Regions from separate parts of the Gossypium hirsutum genome. Here region 2 is linked to region 1. The links are chromatin contacts, called in public Hi-C maps. All regions are on one chromosome and are shown on one strand. The core of a region is the stretch at or near the end of the contact, and the rest is flanking DNA. Distances in the headings are between cores, read along the strand shown. Region 1 has its middle 34 kb from the start of LOC121211295. Region 2 overlaps LOC121211295 (a long non-coding RNA gene).

Region 1 (2,912 bases), core at 362-2,861:
TCTAATAATTACAAAATGAGAAATTTTAATTTTTAAAAATTTTGTAAATTAAAAAAAATAGCCCTTAGCATGTAAATTTTAAAGCTGAATTATTGTCAACTCTGGCTAATTTTCTTATTAGTTTCCAGTTAACCTTAGTATTAATACAACAAAAAATGGATACAATAATTATCATAAACAAATTACAGAACATCCCACAGCAAGAAAAAAAAAAAAAAAAAAAAAAGAGAACATGAGAACATGAGAACAAAGAGAAAGATTACTCCATATATCTTTAGATTCTCAGTTCCATTTCATCATGAAAGCATTGAAGTAGCTCCCTTAATTTTCTTCCTCTTAGCAGTAGAAGTTTTCTCCAGATCTGCTAATTTGCCACCTTATTTTTTCACCCTCTTTTAAGCTTTTAATGTCAAAAACTCAAAAGACATAAAGGAAACAACCGAACAACGAAACAAGGGTTGAAACCAGACAAGCTAACAGCTTTTCAGACCTTGAAGGAGGGGGAGGAGTGTGGTGATAAAATGGGAAGTAAGGAACAATGGGGTTCGGAGGTGGCGGTGTTGGGTAGTTTTTGTACGTTGGTGGAGGGTAATACATGCCGCCAATGAGACCACCCGGCGGCGGGGGAGTATAGTTGTTGTTGTTGTTACCCCCGGATTGAGCTGGTGGTGGTTGGAGAGTAGTAGTAACTGCCACCACCACTAGAGCTGGCGGTTGTTGTTGTTACCCACATCAGCACTGTGCAAGGATTCATCCTGAAAAGAAAACCATACTTGGAAATTGAAGCAAGCTAAACGATATTTTGCAAGGATTCATCCTCAGACTCCTCCATGCTCTCATCATCATCCCTGAAGTAGTTTCCTCCTCGATATTTCGATCAATTTCAGCAAGAATTAATAGTGTCACTGATGTTACCGGAATCATTTGTTCCCCTACCGACAGTTTATTACACCGCATGCTCTCCATCATGATTTTGAGAGGTGGCTCCTTTGCAAGTTAAGTTAAACAAAAATATATTTTATTTCTAAAAGATTTAGTATTTATTAGTATAATATATTTAACATTTATTAGCATAGTTTATTTGACTTGCTAATTTAGCCTATAAACTCTTTTACAACCTTAGAATAGACACCCATTAGATATTAGAACTTATAACACATTTTAGAGAATTTTGTGTTTACGCTTTGAAGGTTCTTTATTTTCGAGTTTTTGGGGTTTAGTTTTTTATCTCCATCTTTTGTACTCTTCGTTCTTTTGCCATTATAGTAAAATTATCTTTGCCCGTGGTTTTTATCCTCTTTAGAGAAATTTTTACACGTTAAATTTGTGTGTTTAATTTTTTAATTTATTATGTTATTTTTACTTGTTCGTTGCTTAAGTCCGGTCAATTCTACCAGTAAATTTGAAGATGGAGAATATAATGAGGGAATATTTGAACCATTACCCCCCATTGGCTTGCATGTCGGCTTTTGTGGGTTCCTACTTCTCATCCATTCTAACCACTCTATGCTTCATTTTGCTTAAAGTGGTTACAACTTGGGTAGTAGTGAACCGATCCCAAGCAGGGACATTAAGTTACCATCACTGACCCATAATCGAAGTTCCCTTAACAACAAACCTTGTACAGAGTTAGACGGCCTCAAGGCCCTCGTGCCAACTTTGGGTCTATTACTGATCATCATACCTTTTCCTTTATTTTTGTCCGAAATTCAGCCCATTTCGCCTAACCATAAAAAAGATGTGGAATTTAAAAAAAGTTCAAAAAACAATAAAATATAAAAAAGAGAGTATATTTTTATGAAATTTATATAAGAAAGTCATGAAACATGAGAAGTACTTAATATTTGGTATATTGAGATGAAAGAAGTCAACATGCTGTCAGTGTGGTAGTATGGAAATACTGTCCAACAATTGGGTGATTGAAAAATGGAGGGTGCATGACACAATTGAAAAATCAACTTATTCTATTTGTTTGTTGATGTTAAGGAAGAAGGGGGGCAGTAGGCCCATGTCTTCCATTCTCAAGGTGGTAATATTCAGCTTGCATGTGATTGATTTCGTGGGGAAGAAGGTGGTAATAATTTCCAGCCTAAAACCCACATGGCTTGGATTTCTTTAAAACTATTCCTTCTCTCTCTCCATCACATTTAATCATGTGCTAATGATTTGCTGGGCATCGTGCTTGTTTCACCATTTATTTGCTTCTTTTTGGTTTTCAAGTTTCAATTTAAAAATATTTAAACATTATTGAGAAATCCTATTTATAATATTTTGAAATATTTATTACACATTAGTTAATTTATTTCTTGGGATTCAAGTTGTCGTTTTTTTTAAAAGTATATATATAAATAGTACTTAATAAAGTAAGTTGCTACTTGCGATGCAAGGCATTGATCAAAAGGAAGGTCATGTTTTTCATTATAGCATTTATATCATGTCATTGTAGACGAGGCCACTGACGACGGTGGCTTAACTCGCGAGGGCCACTCTATCATCTCAGCTTCGCCAAGCAAGCTTTTAGCCCAAAAAGTTTGGGCTTGGTATAATTCCTTAGTTTTAAGTTTATTTTAATAGCCCATTTTTATTTATTTTTAATTGTTGTATTTATGTCATACTAACTATAGTTATGTGAAATTAATTTTTATATATATATATTTTCTAAATCTTACATTCTTATGTATATATTTATAACGTATAATGACATGTCAATTAAAGTGATTCTTTTTTTAAAATATTTTCTTAATATTGCATGAATATGTATATATATTTACATTTATTTACTTATTTTCTTTATGTAATTATGATTTGTATATTTATTTATGTTTAACTCCATGTACCCATCCATATGTGGTGAATTAAATTTATGCTAAATTAGATGTTGGTTAAATTATTTTCAAATGCATAAGGAAACA
Region 2 (2,700 bases), core at 97-2,596, 38 kb before region 1:
GGGGTGGGATTTGACTTTGAGGGCGCAGCCGAGGAAGGCCACCACCGTTAGTAGCATCTGGCTCAGGGAGGAGGGAGACAATTCTTTTTTTGGAAAGAATCGTGTTGATGTGAAATCTGGACAAATTTCTAGGCAAAATCATGGGAAATGATCATGGGTTGATTTTAATTCTATCCTAGGAATTAATTTGGAAGGCTCTAAATCTTCAAACGATTCAAATCAGAGGCAGGATTCACACCAGTGTTTGGGGAAAGAGTTGGCTAATTGTCAACGTCAACAGATGAAATTTTGTTTGAATGGGCTGGAATCAATTAAGGCTCGGGCTGTTGTGGATTGTGCTAATGGATTGGACTTCACGAGAATGGATTGTCAGTTGGAGGAGAACCCAATTTCCAATAATGAGGGAAAGAAAAGACAAAGGTCTGACTTTTTAATTTCCAAGGGTTCCAATGCTATTCGATGGAGATAAGTGGGGGGTATTCAACTCACCAAAAAACTGTATCGGTGGCTACCGGTGGGTATGCCAACTGGAAGCCATGAAAATTTTATGCTGGAATGTTCACGGATTGAGGAGTTCGTGAACAATACGTCATCTTCAGCATATGCTGAAAACTTATCATCCCCACATGGTCTTCTTTATGGAGACAAAATTGAATGCTTCCCGTATGGAGAATGTTAGGAGGCGTTGTGGTTTTATTAACGGTATTGATGTTTCTACGGAGGAGACTTGAGGGGGATTAAACCTTAGGTGGAATGGTGGTCATTTGGTAACTTTGAAGAATTTCTCCAATAATCATATTGACGTGAAATTCAAGAAGAGGAGGGGACACCAAGGTGGCGATTCATGGAGCTCCGGATGTAAGAGATAAAGCTGTCACGTGGGATTTGCTTAGGCGATTGGGGCAGACTATTTCATTAACATGGTTGGTTGGAGGATATTTCAACGATATTCTTTTTGCTAATGAGAAGCAAGGTGGGAATTTAAGGGATAAGACCAGAATGGAGGCTTTTCGCATAACTTTGAAAAATTGTCAGTTAGTTGACATTGGCTTCTCTGGACCTTGGTTCACTTGGGAGAGGGGTCATGTATTGGAAAATAATATAAGAGAAAGAATTTATAGGGGTGTTGCTACGGATGCATGGATTCAACTTTTTCCATCGTATTCTTTGAGACACTTTCTTTACTCTTTTTCGGATCACTGTCCTTTACTTAATGAGACGAAAGTAAGCGGTCTGGGTAACAGAACTAGACAATTCTATTTTTGAAGCATGGTGGGTTTTGGATGAGTCATGTGCGGAAGAGATTCGAGAGTTATGGGAGGGTATCTTGGGTTCTTATCCAAATCGTATTGCAATGCTTACTAAGGGACTGAAAAGATGGGGGGACATCATTATGGCTAATAAATGTCATGAGGTCAAAAGTTTAACAAGGAGATTGAGGGTTTGAATTGTGCCGAGCGCTCGGAGGAATCGATGGTCGAGCTTGTTGATGTCAAATTACACTTAAATAAGGAGATGGAAAAGAAAGAACGATTTTTGGAACAACAAGCAAGAGCAAATTGGTTGAAATTGGGGGATAATAACACTTCTTTTTTCATAAGTTTGCTTCTCAAAGAAAGCGTACGAATCGAATTCGTGGTTTGCAAAGGAATGACGGTTCTCTTGCCACAAATTGTAATAAAACTGAGAATATTACTCGAGATTATTTTGCTGATCTTTTTGAGTCTCGTAAAATAGAAAATTTGGACCATATTTTGTCGGGGGTACCGCTTTGCATAACTGACAGCATGAACCAAAGCTTGATGGCTAGTTATACAGAGGAGGAAATTGTTGCGACACTAAATGGAATAGGGCCTACGAAAGTTTCAGGACCAGATGGGTTTCCAGCAAATTTTTACCAAAAGTATTGGCACATTATTGGTAAAGATACTAGCATGTTCTGTTTGGATATTTTGAATAATGGCAAATCTTTAGATGAGATAAATAGAACACAATTGGTTCTAATACCAAAAATCTCAAACCTTCTTAATTTGAAGAATTTTGGCTCGATTAGCCTTTGTACGGTAATTTATAAAATTATTGCCAAAACAGTTGCTAATCGTCTACAAAAAGTGTTGGATGAGTGTATTGATGACTCTCAAAGTGCCTTTGTGCCGGGTAGACTCATAACTGACAATGTTTTGCTAGCATACGAGATACTTCACTCTTTCAAAAACAAAAGAACAGGGCAAAAGGGTTTGATGGCTCTTAAGCTAGATATGAGCAAGGCCTATGACCATGTGGAATGGCCATTCATTAAAGGTATAATGTCAAAAATGGGTTTTGTTGACCCTTTTATTGATTTTATACTTCACTGTATTAGTTCTGTCCAATTTTCAATTTTGTTTAATGGTAAAGAAGGGCCTAAATTTAATCCATCAAGAGGACTACGTTAGGGAGATCCTTTAAGCACTTATTTATTTTTGTTCTGTGGAGAAGGGTTATTTGCTCTGACAAGACTTGCTTGCCAGGAACGAAAAATTTCTGAGTGCTAAGGTTTGTAGAACGTCTCCACCAATCACTCATCTCATGTTTGCGGATGATTGTATACTGTTTGGAGAGGTTTCGGATGGAGGAATTCAGGTGATTAGAGAGATTTTAAAAGAGTATGAACTTTGCTCGGGCCAGTGTGTAAATTTTAAAAAGTCCATGATTTTTTCC

The links. A called contact is a pair of places that touch in the nucleus more often than the background predicts.
Region 2: a Hi-C map of leaf shows a contact between it and region 1, with 3 times the contacts expected there. The contact joins two enhancer-like sites. A contact is called at or near these places in 6 of 34 Hi-C or Micro-C datasets (callus, hypocotyl and leaf).

The regions. Positions count from the first base shown.
Region 1 is chrA12:12,856,465-12,859,376 of Gossypium_hirsutum_v2.1, reverse strand. No RefSeq gene overlaps it. Among protein-coding and RNA genes, the nearest start is that of LOC121211295, 34 kb to the left of the region's middle. Within about 2 kb of position 1,611, at least 4 of the 9 cell types and tissues checked have an H3K27ac peak or open chromatin away from gene starts, as enhancers often do. A contact at or near this core is called in hypocotyl and leaf, where this site is marked.
Region 2 is chrA12:12,894,302-12,897,001 of Gossypium_hirsutum_v2.1, reverse strand. It overlaps LOC121211295 (a long non-coding RNA gene), which reads right to left. Exons shown (of 4, transcript XR_005906609.1): 4 at 1,999-2,700. Among protein-coding and RNA genes, the nearest start is that of LOC121211295, 3.5 kb to the right of the region's middle. Within about 2 kb of position 1,346, at least 7 of the 9 cell types and tissues checked have an H3K27ac peak or open chromatin away from gene starts, as enhancers often do. A contact at or near this core is called in hypocotyl and leaf, where this site is marked.